Linked DNA regions of Sus scrofa: region 2 is linked to region 1. The links are chromatin contacts, called in public HiChIP or PLAC-seq maps. All regions are on one chromosome and are shown on one strand. The core of a region is the stretch at or near the end of the contact, and the rest is flanking DNA. Distances in the headings are between cores, read along the strand shown.

What was found. HiChIP or PLAC-seq counts read pairs in DNA pulled down with a chosen protein or histone mark.
Region 2: a contact with region 1 is called in an H3K27ac HiChIP or PLAC-seq map of alveolar macrophages. The contact joins two enhancer-like sites. A contact is called at or near these places in 1 of 47 Hi-C or Micro-C datasets (epiblast stem cells) and 1 of 2 datasets of contacts at active chromatin or transcription factors (alveolar macrophages).

What each region holds. Positions count from the first base shown.
Region 1 is chr16:39,852,489-39,858,214 of Sscrofa11.1, reverse strand. All of the region lies in intron 1 of NDUFAF2 (mimitin, mitochondrial), which reads right to left. Among named protein-coding and RNA genes, the nearest start is that of NDUFAF2, 85 kb to the right of the region's middle. Within about 2 kb of position 1,469, at least 2 of the 83 cell types and tissues checked have an H3K27ac peak or open chromatin away from gene starts, as enhancers often do. A contact at or near this core is called in alveolar macrophages, where this site is marked.
Region 2 is chr16:40,119,278-40,125,075 of Sscrofa11.1, reverse strand. All of the region lies in intron 1 of ZSWIM6 (zinc finger SWIM domain-containing protein 6), which reads right to left. Among named protein-coding and RNA genes, the nearest start is that of ZSWIM6, 17 kb to the right of the region's middle. Within about 2 kb of position 2,820, at least 5 of the 83 cell types and tissues checked have an H3K27ac peak or open chromatin away from gene starts, as enhancers often do. A contact at or near this core is called in alveolar macrophages, where this site is marked.

The DNA of each region.
Region 1 (5,726 bases), core at 220-2,719:
AATGAATATTACTGAACTTGCTAAATCCCTAATCTATTTTTGCACACTATCCCAAGTCAGTAGCTCTGATCAGAGGATAGCTGTATTCTGAGTAATGTTCAAAATACATATTTTTGTGATTTTTTTTTCACACTACCTCAAAAAGATTTTGATTTGGTCAATTCCCAGGAAAGTTTTCCTGACTTTTCAAGCTGTCATAAGCCTTCCTCAAGGACTATCATCTGGAGTATAGAGAAGTAGAAAAATTGATTGGCACAGTATTCGAATTTAGACTCTGCCATAATCTCAAAATGAGACTGTACATTCTATCATAAGAATCTTTGCTAAAGTTTGATTTTAAAATATATTATTCCAAATTACACTAGGATGGTTAATATTTTTTAAAGAAACTGTGAAAACAAAACAAAACAGAAAATAACAAGTGTTGACAAGGATATAGACAAATTGGAAACCTTATGTACTGCTAATGGGAATGTAAAATGGTACAGCTGCTATGGAAAATAGTATGGTGCTCCTCAAAAATATTAAAAATAGAATTATCATATGATCCTACAATTCCACTTCTCAGCATATAAATAATCAAAATAATTGAAACCTGGATCTTGAAGAGATTTTTGTACACCTATGTTCACAGCAGCACTAGTCACAAAGTCAAAAGGTAGAAACAACCCAAGTGTCCATTGACAAATTAATGGGTAAACAACACTGTAGTGTACAGATACAAAGGCATATTATTCAGCCCTCAAAGAAAGGAAATTCTGACACATGCTACAACATGCAAGAACCTTGATAGCATTATGCTAAGTGAAATAAACCATTCACAAAAAGATATGCACTGTACAGTTCTACTTCTATGAGGGAACTATTTTCTATTTCTATATTCATATTCATAGAAATAGAAAACAGAATGATGATTGCCAGGGACAAATGAGGAAGGAAGGGAATGGAAGTTGTTTAATAGGCATAGAGTTTCAGTTTTCCAAGATGAAAAGAGTTTTGGAGACTGGCTGTATAATAACAGAGATGCACTTAATACAACTAAGCTGTACACTTAAAAACTGTTAAGATGGTAAATTTTATGTGGATTTTAACACAGTTACATATAAATGTGCGTGTGTGTGTGTGTGTATAAAATTTACAGATTTTGTAGCCCTGTTTTGACAATTTGACAATGTTTCAATTTTGGGCAATTAGAGACCAGTCCTTTCAAAGGAAGAAAATGGACACATTTAAAAGGTCTATAAGTTATCACAGTAATAAGAACAAGCATGTTTTTCTATTTATTTCATTTATAGCATATTCTCCAAGTGAATTACAAACTCCTTATGTATAAACAGTGCCTTCTGCTTGTTTTATTTTATTTTATCTTGAGGGCTGCATCTGCAGCATATGGAAGCTCCCAGACTAGGGGACAAATTGGAGGTGCAGCTACACTACAGCCATAGCAACATACCAGATCTGAGCCACATCTGTGACCTATGCCATAGCTTGCAGCAACACCAGATCCTTGACCCACTGAGCAATGCCAGGGTTCTTAACCTGGTGAGTCACAACAGGAACTTCTTTTTTTTTTTTTTTTTTTTTTTTTTTTTTTTTTTTTTTTTTTTTGTCTTTTTGCTGTTGCTTGGGTCGCTTCTGTGGCATATGGAGGTTCCCAGGCTAGGGGTCCAACTGGAGCTGTAGCCACCGGCCTACACCAGAGCCATAGCAACGAGGGATCCGAGCCACGTCTGTGACCTACACCACAGCTCATGGCAATGCTGGATCCTTAACCCACTGAGCAAGGCCAGAGATCGAACCTGCAACCTCATGGTTTCTAGTCGGATTCATTAACCACTGAGCCACGATAGGAACTCCAACAGGAACTTCTTCTGCTTGTTTTATTTGTTTGTTTTTGTTTTCTGGGCCACGCTTGCAACATATGGGAGTTTCCAGGCTAAGGCCAATGAATCAGAGCTATAGTTGCCAGCCCAAGCCACAGCCTTGGCAACACAGGATTCAAGCCAAGTCTGTAAACTACACCACAGCTCATGGCAACATCCACCGAGCAAGTCCAGGGATCAAACCCACATCCTCGTGGATACTAGTCAGATTCATTTCTGCTGCGCCACAATGGGAACTCTGTTTGTTTCAGATAGCCAATACTTTATGCCAGGCAAATAGAAAGCAATTAATGCTGGATGACATGAGAATATTTAGGTAATATTGTTACTCATACCTTCAAATTGTCACCATATAATTTTAAAATAAGCTAGAACTTGGAATTCTTTTGTGGTGCAGTGGGTTAAGGATCTGGCATTGTCACTGCAGTGGCTTAGATCACTGCTGTGGTGTGGGTTTGAATCCTGGCCCGAGAGCTTCCATGTGCTGTGGTCATGGCCAAAGAAACAAAACAAAACAAAAAATCTACTTCTTAAAGTTCTTAAAAACCAAAGAATGGGAGTTACCATCGTGGCACAGTGGTTAACGAATCCCACTAGGAACCATGAGGTTGTGGGTTCGATCCCTGGCCTTGCTCAGTGGGTTAAGGATCCGGCGTTGCTGTGAGCTGTGGTGTAGGTCGCAGACACAGCTTGGATCCCACATTGCTGTGGCTCTGGTGTAGGCTGGTGGCTACAGCTCCGATTAGACCCCTAGCCTGGGAACCTCCATATGCCACAGGAGAGGCCCAAGAAATGGCAAAAAGACAAACAAACAAACAAAAAACCCCTAAAGAATGGAAACTTATTCCTTCATCCCTCATTATAGGTTTAAAAATGTCCTTATAAAATATTGTGGAATTAGAAAGAGGTGATGGTTGCACAAGAGTGTGAATGAACTTATTTATGCCACTTAAACTTGGGTCAAGGTCACACAATTTGGTAATAGAGAAAGTAGAATCTAAATTTTGGTCTTTATGACTTCAAAACCTGTATGTGTACCATTTTCTACTACCATGTGGTATCAACAAATATATAACCAAAACAGTTAAACTGCTTTATACAACTAAAATGTAAGTTTAGGTACACTGAATATTTCTCGTCAACAACAAAGTTAGCTATGATGGAGGATAAAAACCCACGTCTTAGTCCTTAAATTCTGCAATACATCAAGTCCTTTTTAGTACTTGATGAGATCCTAAGTGGACTAAAACCAACTTTTCTCTGGAAGTGAGTTTCATTTTTAATCTTTCTTAATAATAGAAACTCTCTGCATCAAGAAAGCCTAGGTTTATAAAAAATTACTATGTCTTCGTGTGGCCTATTTGTACCATTTTAGTAAAGGGTTACATGAATATATTGACTCAAATAGAAGATAATTAGGGGCTATTATACCACAGGGAAATATTTAATTTTAAAACTGTCAAAGTAAAATCCTTTCTATATCTATTACAAAGAATACAAAATTCTGATACATATCCAAAATGCTTGATTTTTTTTAGATTAATATATATAAGCCTCTTTAACGTACCTTGACTCCCACAGAGAGTTGGTAGGGATGGATAGTTTTAACTTGTATGTTGTGTCAAACACAACTTGAGATGCAACTGCAGAGCTTGAAAAAGTAGACCTGATTGTGAATGTTCTTCTGCCCCCAAGCCCCTCTCATATCATCCATCTTAGTCCACTCTGGTCAGACTTTGGTGTCCGTACAGTCGCAAAGATGATAATTTGCACTGCTTCATTGCCTCTAGCAAAAGGAGGAATAATGTCTAAATCACAAAGAAGAATAAGGACTGACACTTCTCCACTACAATGTCTCCAAGAAAAAAACACAAAAGTTACAGGAAGAATTCTTACTCAGGTATTAGGATGAAGATCAACTTTTCTGAGATTTATAAATAAGGTGAATAGCCCAGGTATAGGGATTGAAGAGAATTGCCTGGGAGATAGCTTTTGACAACACTAACTTCACGTAAACTGTTAAACATTTCCATTACCCCTATCCTTAGGAAAATTCATTTACCTCCCCCCAACAATTATCTTCATTTTGTAATGCTAATGCCTCATTGTTCACTTCATATAAAAACAAAAACTGTCCAAACCTTTGAAATAGTTGAAGGCACCCTATCAGATTAAAGAACATCCACATTTTAAACTCAATCTCCCTTTTAAAAAGTCTAATCTGAGTAAGTACTAACCCCAGGATACAAAAATAATTTGACAACTGAGTTATTCTCCAAGAAAAGATATGAATATTTATTTGACTTTTTTTATTTAAAATGGATAAACAAACAAACATATCTCCTCAGCTGAAAGCCATCCAAACATAATTTCAAAACTCTCCAAATTATAAAGGGGAAAAAGAGTCAAGGGAATGAATTTTTAAACTTAGTTCCAGAACATATTAGGAATTAAAAAAAAATTAGAACTGGGTCTTATTCAGTTAAATAAGTTATTCATATTTAAATCCATGATGTGAAAAAGAAATGAATTTATTTGTCAATAAGAATGCTAAGAATGCAATTTTGAAGGAAAAACATGAAAAGAAGCAAGTCTGTCTTGATTTTTTTTAATTCCATGTTTAATAAACTGCTTTGAAAGTAAATTTTCTGGAGTTCCCATCATGGTGCAGCAGAAACAAATCCAACTAGGAACCATGAGGTTGCGGGTTTGATCCCTGGCCTCACTCAGTGGGTTAAGGATTCAGCATTGCCATGAGCTATGGTGTAGATTGCAGATGCAGCTTGGATCTGGTGCTGCTGTGGCTCTGGCGTAGGCTGGCGGCTATAGCTCCAATTAGACCCCTAGCCTGGGAACCTCCATATGCTGCTGGTATGGCCCTAAAAGGACAAAAGACAAAAAAAAAAAAAAAGAAACTAAATTTTCTTTGTTCTTTTATTCCATCTTCCATGAAATAAGGACTATAAAACCATTGATAAAGTGACTAGAAATGCTTTCCTTGACCAAAGTGAAAGAATATACCCTTACATTAATGCCACAGGCACAGCACCACCAAACACTCCATTTTACTCCTTTTACTTTTCCTGACCTTAATATCTCAGTAGGAAACCCAACTGGGTTGAGTTAGTATTCTGGGAATAGCTGGGTTGATTCTTTTTTAGGCTGTGGGCTCTGTGGCAGGTTATAATCCTACTTGACAAAGACAAAGATCTCATCATGGTTTAAACAACATGAAACATCAGAGAGAAAAAAAGTAATTGTTACATCACTGAGGTTCACAGAGTACACCTAGTGCAAACCATGGGATAAAATTGCTGAGGTCAACCCTCATCTCAAATAGTTATAGTAGGGTTACTTTGTAGGGCTCTACAAATAGCTGAGACTATGAGACTATCTTGGAATGCCTTGACAGCAGCTAACCTTAAAAATGCTAAATAAACTTAGAGGTTTTGTTTGTTTGTTTGTCTACTGCATAGACAAATGGTTAAGAGCACAGATTAAGGAGCCAGACCACATGACTCTGTAATTTACCAGGTTATATTCTTTGGTCTTACTTAACATCCCTGTGCCCTTAGTGTCCCTGTCTATAAAATAGGAAAAATGAGATAAAATATGATAACAGGATAAATTCAGTGACTGTGAAGCACTAAAAATAGTACTTGACCATTATTATTACATATATTAGCTATTACTATAAATTATTCTGTTGGCTGATGATAGTTTAAAAATCACACTAAAAACCAAAAAAGAGTATTCATACTCAACTTAAAGAGAGAACGTTCAGATATCAAATGAGGCCTCCCAACAAGAGTAACACATAAGTTTGTTTTAGTGCTCTCCCTA
Region 2 (5,798 bases), core at 1,571-4,070, 270 kb before region 1:
GAACACATATTTCAAAGAGAGTTTAGCCCCCATCCCAACCCAAATGAGATAACTGAAAAAAGTTCAAGTTTGTCCAAGATCACTTTAATGGGATAGAAATAAATTTATATGACACTTGATTGATATTTCCTACATGCATCATTCTAGCCGGCTCCTTTTGAGTTCGATTAACATGCATAATCAAAGATTAACATGACAAAAAAAATGAAAGAGAAAAATTCAAGCATAGTCAAGAATACACAGAGTAACAAATAGAAAAAGATACTGAAGGCAGACCCACTGTATGGCCCAAGCGACCCTGCATAGGAGCTATGTTCAAGGCCAGTGCCCTGCCCATCATGATGATCAGCTGTTCCTATGCAAGAGAACTGACCTACACATGTGGGTGAGAGTCTCCTGCTCTAATTACACACCCTACCATCCTCTCAAAAGCTTTGGCTGTTCGGTTTTTTCCCAGATTATCAAATGACAAATTCATGAATTTCTCAATTCATGTTATATAAACCTACATACCAATACAACTGATCTTGATAAGAGAGCTTCTCAAACTCTTCTAAGGAAGTCCCTCTAACAGCATAAACAAATGAAAAAGTACCTTTGGATAGTCTGGGAGTGGCCCAAAGAGGCCACAAACACAAACTTAGACTGTTTTTCAAACTGACATACTTTGTAGGATAAGTATGAGGTAGATGGTAGAGAGAACCATTGAGTAAAAGCACTAAATCTTCCTGGAGAGTCAGAAAAATATTTCCCAAGTAAAACACCACTGCCTTCACACATTTATTCAACAAATTTTTTCTGAGAGTCAACTATGTGCAAAGGGTTGTATTATTAGGAGGGGTGAATATAAAAATACATACATAAAGGCATACACAATTTAATGGGGAATACAATCCAAAACCACAAAGGAATCTATGATTAGTGTTACAAAGGAGAGAACCCTTTGCCAGGAACTTTCTCTACGCTAAGTTGAAAATTAGGCATGAATCAGGCAAAGAAGAGTACTCTAAGCAGAAAAAAGAATACAGGCAAGGGCAGCTGAAAGGCAAGAGAGAACAGTGTGCAAAAGGTAGCTGAGGGTCCAGACTAGATCGTGCTAGACCTTGCACATCCATGAATGACTTTAGTCTTCTAAGTAAAGGGAAGTCACTGAAGGTTCTGCACAGGGAGAATACCGACAACACCATCCTGTATCACAATCTTGTATCATAAGAGCTGGTCCCTGCTTGCTAAGTTTACAAGCTGATAGTAACACTCTTAAAAAAAGCCCATCTTACTCATGCATGTGTATATACACATAGAAAGAGCATACATTATAAAAATAGGGAATTCTCATTGTGGCTCAGCAGTTAACAGACCTGACTAAGATCCGGGAGGATGTGGGTTTGATCCTGGGCCTTGCTCAGTGGGTTAAGGATCTGGCAGAGCCGTGAGCTGTGGTGTAGGTCACAGATGCGGCTCAGATCTGGCATTGCTGCAGCTGTGGTGTAGGCCGCAGCTGTAGCTCCAATTTGACCCCTAGCCTGGGAACTTCCATGTACCACAGGTGTGGCCCTAAAAATGAAAAGAAAAAAAAATTTTCTTTCTCTGATTACAAAATCAATATACAATAATTGCAGAGTTTGGGGGAAATAGAAAAAGCTAGAAGAAAATTACAATAAATGGAGAAAATTAGGTAAAAACCAGAGCATAAGAGAATTTATTTTCCTCTTGTGTAACTATTTAGAGTTCAAGGACTTTCATGTATTGCCATATAGGTCTCTTACAGCCTCATGATAGAGGTGACAGAGGTGTAATTATTTCCATCTTATAAGGACTCAAGGAAATCCCGAGCCAGGAAGAGATCTGCCTAAGGGTAAACGGTAGTAAAGATAAGACCCAGGGAAAAGGATTCTAGTCTCCTGATGGGTCAGGCATCTACTTCAGCTCATGGCCATGTGATCAGTAAATGGTACACACACTCACAGAAGTGTCTAACTGCAAATACCTAAAATGAGCAGTACCCATAAACATCAATCAAAAGAAATGTGTAAAACAGATTTGTATCATTAATACAAACATATGCTCAAGCACTAAATATCAAATAATGAAAGGAAAATTTACATATCTTTAAGTTAACAAAAAGTAGGGGGGGAATCAAACCCATGGAGATCAAGAATCTTTTCATTAATTGCTTCCTTTTGGTATGAATTAGAACACAGAGCAAAATCATCTATTTCCTATCTGAAAGAGTGGAGCCCACTCATGAAGACGAAAGGTAAGCCAAAGGTCTACTTTCAGTCCCCAACAACTCTTCTTTCCCTTCCTTCCTATCTCCCTACACACATGCTGTAGCAATGTGTGCATGCAGAGTATAATTTTAAACTGATTTATCTTTCTGGAAAACAAGATATACAACTAGGGTAACCATGTATTTTATCATCTAGCATGGAACATTCATAAGAGTAAAACAGGTTAACTGTTCCTGATTATGCCAGAAAAAAGAGGTATAAGCCAAACCGACAGGGCAAATGGGAACACGAGGTCTTCAAGTATCTGGATCCGTCCCGTTTCATGAGTCAAGTTGGGAGTAACACTCTATTGCTCAATTATTGTTCAAAAAACTGCTTGGTATGTCCCATTTCATGCAAAACTAAGTCTTAAGGATGACTCTCTCCACTTAGCTGTTCTTCTAGGGTTTTGTCTTGTTCCTTCGTCTGGAACATATTTCTCTGCCGTCTCATTTTGTCTAACTTTCTGTTTGTGGTTTCCTTTCTGCAAGCTGCAGGGTTGTAGTCCCTCGTGCTTCTGATGTCTCCCCCTGGTGGGTGAAGTTGATCTAGGGGCTTGCACAGGCTTCCTGATGGGAGGAAATGGTGCCTGCCCACTGGTGGGTGGAGCTGGGTCTTGTCCCTCCGGTGGGCAAGGCCACATCCAGGGGTGTGTTTAGAGCTAACTTTGTGCCCAAGACAACTTTGGACATCTGCTGATGGGTGGAGCTGTGTTCTCACCCTGTTGGTTGTTTGGCCTGAGGCTTTCCAACACTGGAGCCTACAGGATGTTGTGTGGGGCCAGGTCTCATTTCCAAAATGGTGACCTCCAGGAGAGCTCATGTCAAAAATGATGATTATTTTCTGGGGCCTCTGCCTCCAGTGTCCTTGCTCCTGCAATGAGCCACAGCAGACTCTTGCCTTCCCAGGAGACCCTCTAAGATGCACAGGTAGGTCTGGCCCACAATCCTATGAAGTCACTGTTTTGCCCTGGGTCCCAGTGCACGTGAAACCCTGTGTGCATCCTTTAAGAATGGAGTCTCCATTTTCCCCAGTCCTGCGGAGCTCTTGTCTTGAAACCCTGCTGGCCTTCCAAACCAAATGCTTTGAGAGCTCCTCCTCTGAATGCCAGACTCCCAGGCTGGGGAACCTGACATGTAGTTCAGAACTCTCACTTCTACGGGAGAACCTCTGAAATATAGTTATTTTCCAGTCTGTAGCCACCAGTGGGATGGGATTTTCTCACATCACTAAAGCACCCCTCCTACCATCTCGTTGTGCTTCTTCTTTGTCTTTGGGTACAGAATATCTTTTTGGTAGTTTCCAGTCTTTTTTGTCAATGGTTGTTCAGCAGTTAGTTGTGATTTGGTGTCTTTGTGAGAGGAGATGAGCTCAAGTTCTTCTACTCTGCTGTCTTCGAAAAGATTACTGGCTTATCACACAAGGATATAAGTCAGGAACAGCCAGATGGAAGAGCATAGAGAAATGTAGGATGGGACACAAAGCTTCCACGCTGTTCTAGGCACTCCCCTCTCCCCAAATCACCACACATTCACCAACCCAAAAGCTCCTAGAAGATTTTCTTATCAAAATTGAGTCTTAAAAAAATTCTACCTCAAGAGAAAGTCATCAGTATTTTGTAGGCCAGTTTAATAAACATTCCTATCAATTAGAGAATGTCTTCCCACAATGTGTAAGATCTTGTGGGGTGTTTAAGTTACATGTGCTTTGCAAGTCATCTGGAAAAAAGCTTTTAAAAAACCAGTTTATATAAAAAGTGAAATATCAAATAAAAGGAAAAGTAATTTCTTAATCCCTCAAAGGTATTTAATACTCAAAGTTATTTTCTTTGGTAACCCTAAAGTACTCTTCTGAACAAGAATGACCAAATTATTTCTTTAGAAGCTGGAATCATCTAACAAATAAACTGCCTTCAGAACAGTTTTTCAGCTGATGCTGTTAACAGGTTAAATAGCTAAAAGGAAAAAAGTCCCCTCAAATAAGAAAAGGAAGAAAGCAATCTTACATGGTATCCGTAAAAGCATACTGGTAATAATAAACCAAGTCTTAAAAACCAACCTTCCCATCTTAAGATCATATTCCTTTCGAAATATCTCCTTAAAGACTAAGTTACAGCAATGCAGATACAGAAAATCAAATATAAATTAAAATTTGGAGCTACTTTTTTCAACTAAGAGAAGTTCACACAGGTACACACACGGAGACATATAAGCTAAGCTTATCATCCTTTCAAAGGACATTTCAATGTCTACTATATACACACTGCAAGAGCACTATTAATAGGTGACTGTCCTGAATTTAAAATTCGCCAGGATTTCTTTTCAATCTAGCAAATTTGTCTCTCAACTCCAAAAAGGGACTTTGTATTTAAATACTCGTGAGTCTCACCCCAAAAACCAAGCTCAGAAATATCTACTCAACAACAGGAAACTTAAAATGAACCCATAACAGTACATGGAAGAATATTTTTCTTTGTTAGCATTTCATATTTGGAGTTTTTTGATAGCTTATTGTTCCCTCTATTAAAGATACATAGAAACCTACAATTCTACACACTTCAATTTCTCCTAAAAACACTTATTTCCTCCAACGTGTACATCAAAGATGAGCGCCACAGCTGTGTTCTCAAGTTTGGAAGAGGCCATGAATCTGACAGGCCAATGTCAATCCCCACAACAACCCCTTGTAAAATGTTAGAAGGTCTACCTACTTGCACTGAAAGAAACTGAGAGTATATGTGAACTTGACATACTACTTTATCTTTTCTTAAAATAGTATGACAGTTCTATATTTCTTAAGTAAGGTTTATTGAAAGAGTCAAGACAAAGAATTTTTTGGATTTATTAACAAATAAGGTTTCTTGAAAGATCTGGGTTCAAAGCTCAATTCTAAATGATTAAAAGGGCAAACCAAAACGAAACAGAAAAGCAGCTGCTCCACAACTATAAAGGATCAAAGAGAGAAACTGCACCTCAAGGAGTAAATTTTTAAAACTAGCTCTTTGGACATGCAGTAGCCAATCCACGCACAGAACCACCAACTGTCACAAATTACATTCTGATTTGAATGTGTTAGGGGGAGAGGAAGGATAAGTAAAAAACACATTATGAGCTACTAAGGCAAAACAGACCTAAAACATACACTGAATTTTGAATAAACTCAGTCACTGGCTCTTACATCACCAATTTGTTTAACACACCTAAAATTATAAATTATGAAAGGAAATTATGATAAATGAGCATGAAAAAGCATGGATGAAATTTAAATCACTGTTGAAACAATTTTTTTTTAAATCTTAAAATTTTAAAAGTATTTTCCACAAATTATTAAAATAAAAAGTTTCCAAAACAATTTCCCAATTGCAACAGTACTTATTAAAAGCAAAAATGCAATACTATCCAGTACTTTGGAATTTCCTGCTTTTTAATGAAACAGTTTAGACAAAAAACCTTTTTAATAAGTTGCTAAGAGAGATGTACAAAAACTTCAAAGAAACTGCTCTGACAAGTTTCAGTAAGGAACATCATT